Regions from separate parts of the Mus musculus genome. Here regions 2 and 3 are each linked to region 1. A link is a contact called in public Hi-C and promoter capture Hi-C data. All regions are on one chromosome and are shown on one strand. Each heading gives the region's core, a stretch centred on a gene start, on an enhancer-like site or on the middle of the called end of the contact. The rest is flanking DNA. Distances are from core to core; before and after follow the strand shown. Region 1 holds the start of Echdc3 (enoyl Coenzyme A hydratase domain containing 3). Region 2 holds the start of Proser2 (proline and serine rich 2). Region 3 overlaps A230108P19Rik (RIKEN cDNA A230108P19 gene).

Evidence for each region. Promoter capture Hi-C pulls out the DNA fragments that hold promoters and counts their contacts. A called contact is a pair of places that touch in the nucleus more often than the background predicts.
Region 2: a contact with region 1 is called in a promoter capture Hi-C map of liver, with 1.9 times the contacts expected there. The contact joins the promoter of Proser2 here to the promoter of Echdc3 in region 1. A contact is called at or near these places in 3 of 39 promoter capture datasets (liver and macrophages), 1 of 484 Hi-C or Micro-C datasets (liver) and 2 of 9 other capture datasets (adipose tissue and pancreatic islet).
Region 3: a contact with region 1 is called in a Hi-C map of the CH12 cell line, with 3 times the contacts expected there. The contact joins the enhancer-like site here to the promoter of Echdc3 in region 1. A contact is called at or near these places in 5 of 39 promoter capture datasets (cranial neural crest, frontonasal cranial neural crest, hematopoietic stem and progenitor cells and 2 more), 2 of 15 datasets of contacts at CTCF or cohesin (large pre-B cells and pro-B cells), 41 of 484 Hi-C or Micro-C datasets (the AML12 cell line, B cells, the C2C12 cell line and 32 more), 6 of 115 datasets of contacts at active chromatin or transcription factors (VIP interneurons, bone marrow-derived dendritic cells, bone marrow-derived macrophages and 3 more) and 1 of 9 other capture datasets (pancreatic islet).

Annotation. Positions count from the first base shown.
Region 1 is chr2:6,211,555-6,215,485 of GRCm38.p6, forward strand. It overlaps Echdc3 (enoyl Coenzyme A hydratase domain containing 3), which reads right to left and starts at 1,440. Exons shown (of 5, transcript NM_024208.4): 1 at 1,237-1,440. The coding sequence starts at 1,406. The region is part of intron 1 of A230108P19Rik (RIKEN cDNA A230108P19 gene); the gene reads left to right.
Region 2 is chr2:6,128,494-6,132,143 of GRCm38.p6, forward strand. It overlaps Proser2 (proline and serine rich 2), which reads right to left and starts at 1,692. Exons shown (of 4, transcript NM_144883.4): 1 at 1,549-1,692. It also overlaps the pseudogene Gm13384.
Region 3 is chr2:6,307,289-6,310,911 of GRCm38.p6, forward strand. All of the region lies in intron 4 of A230108P19Rik (RIKEN cDNA A230108P19 gene), which reads left to right. Among named protein-coding and RNA genes, the nearest start is that of Usp6nl, 14 kb to the right of the region's middle. Within about 2 kb of position 2,288, at least 49 of the 459 cell types and tissues checked have an H3K27ac peak or open chromatin away from gene starts, as enhancers often do. A contact at or near this core is called in B cells, the CH12 cell line, Th1 cells and 3 more, where this site is marked.

The sequences.
Region 1 (3,931 bases), core at 190-2,689:
CCACACCCAGCTTATGACTATAGTATTAGTATTAGAAGCTTCTCTTTAAAAATCATAAAGGGCCGGGCAATGGTGGCGCACGCCTTTAACCCCAGCACTTCAGAGGCAGGAGCAGGCAGATTTCTGAGTTCAAGGCTAGCCTGGTCTATAGAGAGAGTTCTAGGACAGCCAGGGCTACACAGAGAAACCCTGTCTCAAAAAAAAAAAAAAAATCAGAAAGGAAGGCTCTACATTTCAGAGCCCCCTAAGGCTCTCTTTGGGAGTGTTTCTATCTCTGTTGATGGCCAAGGAGTCCACAGGAAATGGGATTGCTCTTTAGTTACTGAGCCCCACCAATGCTTAGCCCCTGTGGTGGCCACCCATGGTTGTCTGTAGGGAGTTAGGGGACAGACAGAATATGGGCACCTTGGATGGGTATCCGCAGACCTGTGTGCTAAGCTCCTTAAAGGCTGTAGTAATAGAGAGGTCTGAGGGTGAAGGGGAGGTGTGGGGAGAGCCAAAGGCCAGAGGTTGGCTCTCCATTCTTTTGGAGGACCACATAAAAGTTTGGGTGAGGATTAAAAAGTGAAACATGATCTTCTAGGGTTAAGAAGAGCTATTTACTGGAGTAGGGGGCATATCACTTAAACAGCTCCACCTGTAGCTCTTAAACAAGGAAACGTAGCTCTTCACAGCCTTGTGCTGCCCAGGCCTGAAAAGGGTCTTCATTACATCCAGGTTGTGCACGGATTCAAACAAAACTTTAAGGCTTTTAGGTTTGTGGCACAAGGGGGCAGAGATCAGGGCATGTGCCCTGTATCCTTACTTATTGACCTCCCCCACCCTGCATTTCAGCATGCCCTTAACCCTGGAGCCTGCTGATTTTGTTTGTAAGGGCATGGATCTTTTGTGATAGGCTTTCTTGGAGGTCATGGCAACGGCTGTTGCGATAGATGTGTGCTCATGCCAGCAGAAATGTTCAGAAACGACTGGGCAACTGGGCACGGTAGCCGTGTTAGGGGGCCACCAGGAAGTTTTCACTTACAACCCTCACATGTGCCTCGTATTAGTGTGCACAGGGAAGGGACACCTGTAAACTCAGTATGCAAGGATTCCTCCACCAAAGATGTCATCTTTTCGAGATGAAATCGAAAAGAACAGTGACAAATAACTCAGGATTAGTGGCGGCAAGGCCTGTTGATCCCGAGTCCTGGCTCCCAACTCCAGGGAGAGCCCTGGCACTGCCTGCAGGCTGACCTGATTCCGTCCTGCTGTCGCGTGCTGGTGAGCCTTGGCTCTGACTCCGACCCCGCAGGTCCTGCTGACCCTGGGCTGCAGAAGCCGGCGGAGAGAGGGGCCCATGGGTTGCGCCTGAGCCAGCTGGGCCACTTCACCCCAAAGGCCCGAAGGCCTGCGACCACAGCCATTGCAGCCAAGAAAAGCAAGGTTGACTGTGCAAGCAGCCTAGGCCTCGGGTTTTTCCCTTTTAGACCTGGTCACTCAGAGCCCCGCCTTCAGGGCCCCACCCCCAAAGCCCTGCCCCGGTGTCCTTCTCCTGGAGCCACGCCCCCAAACCCGGGCTGCGAAACTAGTGGAGCGGGGCGGGTGGGGTGGAGGGGCTCGGGGCCCTGCCCTGGGTGTAGGTCACAGAATGAAACTCATTTGCCAGAGCCAGTGATTTGTTTGATTTAGTCAGGCTGTGAAGGAGTTTAAGGGAGGGGAGAACTGGGTTGGCTCGTTTCTTTGTGTAGCGACACCAGGAATGTGCCGGATGTTGTGAAATGAGTGTCATCCGGTGATGAGTGGCAGGAGCTATGTACCACATTGCTGCGCCCACGCCTCCCACAGGAAACTCTCCTATGCCTTGTGGGTGATCCTGGATCACAAGGAGTGTTTAGCCTACTATAACTTTGAATGTTTTGCATCTTCCCGTGCAGACGCGGGAGACCGGTATTTATAGCTTGGGCTTTCCACATTCGCCCAGGGGAAGCCTGGAATCCGTTTCAGGATCCCAGTGGCTAGATGAGAGGCATATCCTACAGTGAAAGGCTTTTAAGTAAATCCTTGCGGTGTGGTAATTCTTGCAAATGTGGGTATTTGTGGGAGACACAGAATAAATAATCTTAGCTCTTAAGATCTTGTTGCTTCTAGAGGGAGGTGCCATCCCAGGAGCCCGAACTCTTTCCCAATGGGTTCTGCAAGGATAACAGTATATACAAGATATACAGTATATACAATACATTCATTAAATCTCAGAAAGTAAAAAGATTTACAAGGGTGTCCTATAAGATGACCAACCTGCAAGGCATTGAAGGGGCATCAGGGATGCAGCCTCTGTGAGTCTTATGTGTGCTGCTGTGGGATTTTAATCCATGCAGCTGCCTTTGAGTCTTTTGTGCTCCTGCAAGTAGCTCCTCACCCCTACCTACAGAGGTAACCCCAGTAGACTTACCGGTTCCCTAAGCTAGCCTTGGGTAGAATCGTTTCTTTGCTCTGTGGATGTCATCCTAGAAAAAGTCACACAAGGGGCTTGTTTTTTCCTTTTGTTTTGAAACGGGGTTTCTCTATGTAGTCTTGGCTGTCCTGGAACTTGGGTAGCCTCAAACCCACAGAGATCCACTTGCCTCTGCCTCGTGAGTGCCGGGATTAAAAGCATATACCGTCACTGCCCACTGCGAAGCTGTCATCCTCAGCTTTATAACAGGACAAAACAGTGTATAAGGTGATATTTCAAAATATCATTGAAGACTCTCCCACTACCCTTCACCCCTCCATTTCCTTGACTGTTGTTCTATCTAAAAAGCTAGATTATTCTTTGTTTCTGTGAAGAAACCCAGAATCCAGAAGAATCCAGCTGGTTAGAGGGTTGCAATTCTTGACCTCTGGGTTTTTAAAGCTTGACTCGTAGGGATGGAAGGCTACAAAGCAAGCATAATAAATTAGACTTGCCTTGATAGAGCTGGCCTATGAGTTTTGAAATGATCTCCCTGACCTCGGTGGTGTGATGTGACCACTGAGTAGCAGGTAGCTGCAGGAGTTACCCTTCAGGTCGTGCGTGTTAAGAGTACCAGGCAGATGCTAAGGTTGGGTGCCAGAGGGGGAGGTCTGTGGGGGGCCAGGTGGCTCAGAACAAGCTTTCAGCCAGACTAAGGTTTGGGGCAAGTGTAGGGCAAGAAGAGCCTATGAGAAAGGGAAGAAGAAGGTGATTATTATGGGAAAGAGAGCTAGCCAAGGTTTCCCTAGCTGAGAATGGAATAGTGAGAGCCTCAGCTAGGATAGAGGCAGTGGGATCCTTTTTCTTTGGTAGACTCTCAGAGAAGATACAAGATCCCAGTGTCAGGGCAGATAGGCCTGGACACCACGCAGGGTTTCTTGTGGCCTGGTGTGCTGCTGTTGCTACAGAATGCTCCCTGTATTCTAAGAAGGGCTTGGAAATAGTATATAGAACGACATGTTGAAAACAAGGTACTGGGGCTGGAGAGATGGCTCAGTGGTTAAGAGCACTGACTGCTCTTCAGGAGGTCATGAGTTCAATTCCCAGTAATCACATGGCAGCTTACAACCATCTGTAATGGGTTCTGAAGCCCTCTTCTGGAGTGTCTGAAGAGAGCTACAGTGTACTTACATACATTAAACAAACAAACAAATAAGTGGCATTTTGGGGTAACTTTAAAAAACAAAGTTATTTACAAGGACATCTTAGCAGCTTCATGAAATGACATTCTGTGCTAAAGTTTAGATTAGAAGTGTCTCCCTTGCCAAACCTATGTATGCATCAACGGCTTGTGTACCAACCCCTGGATCTACTATGTAGAACCTTTAAGAAATGAGGCCTAGGTACCGAAAGCTAAGCTGACAACATGCCTTTGAAAGGGAGCCTGGATGAACATGTTCCCTGTGACATTCCTGCCACGATGCTAAAAGGTATAAGCAACCAGACCAAACGACCATG
Region 2 (3,650 bases), core at 442-2,941, 83 kb before region 1:
GGCTCCTGAGGTGTCTCAGAACCTTGGAGCCGAGGCCAGGTGTCTCATCAGCCACTGGCGAAGGCAGGATTACCAGATCTGGTTTAATCAGTTTGGACCATATGGCTCTTATCTAGAAATTCTGCATGTGCATTCGCAAGTCAGGGCTCAGAACACTGAAGCTGGTGAAAGAGACCACAAATGTAAGGATGAAGGAACTGAGGGCCACACCACGCCTGCATTAAAACAGGCCAATCCCTCTTCAACGAAGTGCCACGGGGCTCTTCAGTTTCAAAAAACACAGCCCATCTTTATAACTGCCACTTATTCTAATTTCAAATTTCTGTTTTCTGTGAGAGGAGAAAAATGCTTTTAAATTATCAGGATCCAAAATTTTCCAGTGAGAAGCTCACTGGAGTCACTGTTAAAAGGAACCAGTCACCGAGAAAAAGGCTATTACTGGTCTGGGCAAGAAAATACAGAAGATTCCATACATACGCTGTCAAGCCTGGCAAGAAAGATCGTAGCCCGACTTCCACCCTTCCCACCCAGCCCCAAGTAAATAGGGCATTTGTTTGTATTTCCACATTGGCCGCACCATTGGCCGCACCAACGAAAGTACCTCCTCCACCTAGGAAAACAATCTGGAACATTCAGGCATGGAATATGAGGGCAAAGTTTTAGTACACACTGGAGCACCTCACAGAAAATTATTTTTCCTAAGAGTCTGTCCTTCAAGCACTTCCCAGAGTTTACACTTAATACCTGGTTTGGTATTTCTAGATCGTTCTAGGACAAAGCTTCTTGTTGTTATCTATTAAAACTGGAGCCAGAGGGAATCTTCCCACAGCGGGACTCGAAAGTTTTACTCTTTAGGGGGACACACACACACAAACCCCTCTTCATTGTCTCCTTTGCACCAAATAGGTTCAGGCAGAGTTGTCCTGTGGTTAGGTGCCTAGAGGGGGTTAGTTACTTAAATTTAGAATCCGTAAAACAAAAGTTGAGAAACTTTCCGTCTCAGGGAAACGCTGCAGTTTATTTGACTGCCTTTTGTTAAGCCCTGTCTCATTAGCCACATATTCGGTCTTTCTAACCCTACCGTCCCAGGTCTCCCGGCAGACCCACACAAACATCCCCGCGCGATTCAGTTACCTGCGGGGAACCGGCGGGGGCATGGAAAACCTGCCGAAGGATTCGCTCAGGATACTGGTTTAACAGGTGGCTCTGGCCATCTCCGGGTTTCAGCCTCGCAAAGGACACGGTCCTCACGCGCAGTCCGCTCCAGGAAAGGTAAGGGACCAAAGACTCAACTCAGACAACACGCCACGAGCCACTCTCGCTCTCGGGAAAACCCCTAGGTGAAAAGCCACACGTCGCGATCCCCGAAGCCCCAGGATGGAGGCCAACCGGTGGCACTGACCTCGGCGACGACAGAGCCCCAGCTGCGCGCAAAGGGCTTCCCCAGTTACCAAGACCCGGACCGGGAGCCCTGGATGATCCCGACAGCTGCTGCCGCTCCCGGTGTCCCGCGCTTGGCCTGGCCTCGCTCAGTAGGGCGGAACTCACCGAGCCAAGTCCCCTCCGCGGGTCGCAGGTGTCCACGCCGACTGAGACCCTCGGGGCTCACGCCGTCCTCCGGCCAGCAAGTCGTGCACGCACGCACGCCGATCGTCCCGGGCTGCCTGGAGCGCGCTCCCCAGGGCGTCCAGCACCTCCCCGCCGCGCGCTCTCGGCGGCCGTGCGCGCTCCGCCGCCCAGCGCTCTGCACCTCTGCCGCGCGTTCCTGGCGGCCGGACTCCAGTCGGCCAGAGGTAGTCTGCGCGTCCCCGCGATACTTAAAGGGCCAGCGCCCAAAGCCCTTGGCTGTGCCTGTCAGGCCTTCTCGGTCTACTTGTGAGACTGAATTGAGCATGAGCAATCGTAATACCAATGTGCTTTTGAAGTCCTGAATAAGAAGGGACTTCTCCAGCAACTCCACCACTAACTTTGAGAGTTTCGTTGTTGTTGTTGTTGTTGTTTTAAAGTAGAATTTCATTATGTAGGATGGCTTCAAGTTCATGATCCTCCTGCCTCAGCCTCCTGACTTCTGAGATTACAGGCATCCAACAACAATATCCTGAAGAGATTATTTTCATTTAATAATAATGACTGTTATTTATGAAATACGTATACTTTCAAACAAGACACATAACATACATTATTTTGTTTAATTCATTTAGACAATGTTTGTGGGGTCGTGGGGTTAAGTCTTTCTTTGTTTTTGTTTTTTTGAAAAGGGATCTCATTATGTAGCCTTGGCTGGCCTGGAGCTCACTATGTAGACTAGGCTGGCCTCCAATTCAGAGAGAGCCAATGCAGGCTGAGATTAAAGGCGTGTGCCACCACGCCAAGCTCTATTCATGTTTAATGAACTTGTAAGCATTGTCCATATGTGAGTTACTTATGTGATGTTCCCATATGTGTGCACACTGAACAGGGTTTTTAGCAGAGTAAACATGGCCAGCTCCTTAAATATTTATCATTTGCTTGTCATGAAAAATGTCAAAATCCTTCTTGCTTTTTTTTGAGGATTTTGTTTCTTTTGGTTCATTCATTCATTCATTCATCCACTCATCCATTCCTTCATTCGTGTGTGTGTGTGTGTGAGAGAGAGAGAGAGAGAGAGAGAGAGAGAGAGATGCTTCAAAAAGTGAAGGTCAGCCGACAGCCTTCAGGAGCTGGTCCTCTCTTGCCCTCACGAGGGTCAGAGTTCAGGGCTCAGGGCAAGTGCCTCAATCCAATGAGCCATTTTCTTGGCCAGCCAGGTCCTTTGACTTCTTATGGTTATTTTACAGAGAGGGATTTTTGAGGTCGACGAGGCTGAAGAAAGGCCCCGGTTTTGATCCTGTTGATTGTTGGGATATCTTTACCACCGGGGGGAACATTTCTGAGTAGCTAATAGTAATAGCTCATTGTTGTGGCAGCCTTTCCCAACCGGGCAGAAGCTAATGTTCTCAGCGAGAAAGCCAGGGCCATGGATTTTATTCACTGTAATGCTTGGTGTGGCTCGAATGACAACCTGTACCCCCTAAATGTTTGCATTTTCCCCATTTAATGGAAAGCGAAGGAAGTGGCTGGCCACACAAATGACTGGGTTACAGGCAGCTGACAGGGCTGAGCCCAATTCCTCAGTCCTGAGATCATACCTTGGTCTTCCCCAGGAAGAAGAAGTACCTGATTAAAGGGAAGAAAACTTTTTCTCTAATAACACACTGGCCTCGCCTAACTCCCTGCATCTTTAATTAATGTTTACAAAGCACTTTAATCTACATGCTAGTTAATTAGGCAAGCATTATTATTTTTTTTATTTTTACACAGAAGGCTTCCCCATCCTTTCCCTATCACCTCCCCACCCCCATAATTCCAAGCACTAAGCTGGAGGCAGGCAAGGGTTCAAGCGCAGGGTCTCCAGCCTGCATAGGGTCCTCCAGCTCTCCCATCCACTGAGAGTCAATGTGAGCCTGTTCTATAAAAACAGAAGCAGTCCAGCCACACCTGCTTGTAGCTATAAGCAAAACCCTGCAACTGGAAGTAGGCCCTGCTGATCAGAACAGTAAACTGGTCACGTGGCTCCCCAGTGTGGTGCAGGGCGCAGTGAACACAGGAACTGGTCCAAGAGGAGCCATTTT
Region 3 (3,623 bases), core at 1,038-3,537, 97 kb after region 1:
GGGTGAAGAACAATCCAAAATAAAGGCTCATTATGCTTGATAACTTCTGGGTCTCTCCTGAAATAGGAAATTGTCTTCCGGTTCTGTAAACATTAAGAGCTAGCCTTTAGGCAGCTGTAAGGGTGGGACTTCTTTCTCAGTTTTGCCATTCGAGTATGAAGTTGTCTAGAGCTGAGCTCATGGGCAATAGGGAAAAAATTTGTGTGTGGAGCTGGGGGGTGGGACGGTAGGGGTTCTAGGAACTCCTTGGCACAAGAATTTTGATGTGATAAGTGATAGAATAGAGATGTGCTGAGCGCAGGTTCTTATCAAAGTCACCACACCACAGCACTGTGCTTAGAAAGCCACAATTGATAGTAATCTGTAACCCTATCCGATAAATCTGATAGTGACATATCAGCAAATTAATCTAAATTGATGGGCCTTTCTAAAACACAATAAGCTTACCGTCTCCAAGAATCAATCCCAGAAGAGAAAGGTTAAGGAACCAACCATTCCAGGCTTAAGAACACCGAAGAAACATAAAGGCTAAATTCATTGTGCTTCTGTGGATTGACGTCTAGAAGGAGATTTTGTTTAACAGGCCTTAAAATCGGAGCATGATACATGGCTGTAATCCTAGCACCAGGAATGCAGAAGCAGGATGGGATTGTGAGTTGGAGGCCGACCTGAGCTTCACAGCAAGACCCTGTCTCAACACAAAACAACACACCTTGCTGGGACAAGGGATGCTATTTGACTCTGAGCTGCTTATTGAGCCGTGTATTCAGTTTCCTGGTTTTGATAATTGTCCTGTGGCTATGTTCAAGCCTGTACGCGTGTTTGTGTGTTTGATAGTAAAGGAGTGTGTTGTTGAATTACTCACAAGTGGTTCAGAACAGCTTGAGGACATAGGTCAATGGTGGATCAAATGTCGGGATACGAAAAGCCCAGGATTCCATCGCAAGCATCACAAGAGAAGAAGAGATCGTGAGCTAAGGATGTATCTTGTTTATTAGTGCTCTTGCCTTGCTAGCATGCACAAGGCCTTGGACTGATCCCCAACACTACATAGACTGAACATTTGGAAGGTAGAGACAAGATATTTAAGGCCATCCTCAACTACATTGCAAGTTCAAGGCTAGCCTGGGATAACATGAAGACCCTCTTAAAAACAACTCTAATGCCTCCCCAACTCCACCAAACACACACAGAGAGAGAGACATACAGACAGACAGAGACAGAGAGACAGAGACAGAGATTGAGAGAGAAAGGCTGTTGTATTAAAATGTTGACACTGTTGAATCTGGGTAAAGAATCTACACGAATTCTTTGTAGTTTTTCCCATGTAAATTTTCTATGTTAGAAGATATGTCAAGATAAATGTTTAAGGAGCGAAAAGAGAGGTTAATAATAATGAGCAAAATGTAATGATATACATGTATAGAAACATCATGATGAGCCCCACTATGTTGTATGCTAAATTTAAAAAGTTTAAGGAAATATCTTTTTAAATTAATTAATTAATTTTTTTTACTTATTTATCATTTTACATCCCACTCAGTGCCCCACTCCCAGTCCTCCTTTTGCATAATCCTTCCCCCATTCTTTCTTCCCCTTCTCCTCTGAGCAGGTGGCGGCCCCCTTGGTACACTATGTTCATAACAAGCACGAAGTCCTTTTAAGTGCTGAACTATCTTCAAGTCCCCTTAATGTCATTTTTTAAAGTTTCAGTGTCTATCAAGTATGTCCACAGGGACTTAAGATATTTTTGTCAATGTTGAGGTTTCAGTGCTAGGAAAAATTAATAATCAGTATGATAATTATATTAGAGATTATAAAAATCCTGTTGTATCAGTCAGGATAGGCTAAGTTCTGCTGTACTAACAAACAGTTGCCAAATTTTAGTGGCAAAAAAAGGATCTTTTTTTTTTTAAAGATTTATTTATTTATTATATGTAAGTACACTGTAGCTGTCTTCAGACATACCAGAAGTCAGATCTTGTTACAGATGGTTGTAAGCCACCATGTGGTTGCTGGGGTTTGAACTCAGGACCTTCAGAAGAGCCGTCAGGTGCTCTTACCTGCTGAGCCATCTCACCAGCCCTTTTTTTTTTTTTTTTTAATGTTATACTTTACACTAGTCACTGCAGGACAGTTGGGGTTTCTCACTCCGTAGTGTTTTCTAACTAATGCTGAGGGATCTGCCACCATCTGGAGCATGACCAGCTGTTGTAACACACAGAGAGTGCTCTGGGTAGTCTCACACCGCCATTCAGTGTTCTGCGTAAAAAATCACATAGGCCATGTTCTGTTTCCAACAAAGCAGATCAGATAACATCCCAACCCACAGTGGCTAGCAAGTGGTTCCCCTGTCTGTGAACAAGGAAGAAAGTCAAAAGTATTTGCAGAGCAGTTTCGACAACCACAGAAAACCCCAAGGGGAAATGAAACTCAGGTGACAAGTGTGAAGTCTCTATGCCCAGCACCTTGGCTTCCACCAGAATCTTCTCTTACACACGAGGAGGACAGTAACGTCAGCTTTGGGTGTGTATGAATGCAGAGGCACACACTTTTAATTTGAATCTTCTGCTTATTTAAAAGCAAATGTAGTTCATCTGGTTGATGACCAGATAAACCAAGCAGGTGACACATGCCTGAAATCCCAGCACTTGGTGGGGTGGACACAGGGGTCAGATATTTAAAGGTAATTTCAACTACATGGTGAGTTTAAGGCCAGAGTGGGATGTAAAAGGAAGCCTGTCATAAAAAATAAAAATACAGAACATAGTTTTTGAAGATGTCTTTTCAGATTAATATTCTTTTTAGACAAAGGACATCAACAATGGCAAGATAAAAATCACAGTAAAAACACAGGCTTCAACACTGCTGGGATAAATGTTATTTTTAACCTTCAGCATAGTTGTGTGTGTTTTATAAGCTGTCTTTAAAGACAGAGTTCTTGCATTATCTATAAAGGAATATATACATGAGAGGTTACCACTAGTCTTAGCTGTATCAATCCCTATTTTAAGTTGGTCTAGCAAGGCAAATTTTATTGCATTTCACAATCTTGATACAATAGCAATGAAAAGAGAGATTTTATGTAGATTTGTTTCTTTGCTCTAGATTCTGCGACAGTTGCAAAGGTTGATTTTGAGTGCTTCTTCTGAAAGGGTGTTTATGCTATTTCTTCAGAAATGGCTTGACATGAGTGTCACACATACATCTGAAATTAGCCACTCTTCAGCTGGATGGCATCGTCTCAGCTTATTGGCAGTAATGTCATATTGGAATCTATTGAAGAGAGTTGATGACAGCTATTTCTCCTTCTTCGCCAGCATACCTGCCACCAGAGCATACATGAAAATTAAATTGCTCTTACACAGCATGCTCAGATATGTATTATTGCCCCTCAGTACTTCTCCTTTTCTCCTCTGGATATTTACAAATTAATTATTTAAAAGGTTATCTTGGTATTTCCCAGGTAGCAAAGTTGAGCAGATGATATATAATTACCATGGCTGACTTCATTTTTCTTCCTTGAAAATGTTCCTTCCTCATCTTGGGCACCATGGGTCACCTTGAGAATGTCCCTTTCTCATCCTGGGCACCATGGGTCACCTTGAAAATGTCCCTTTCTC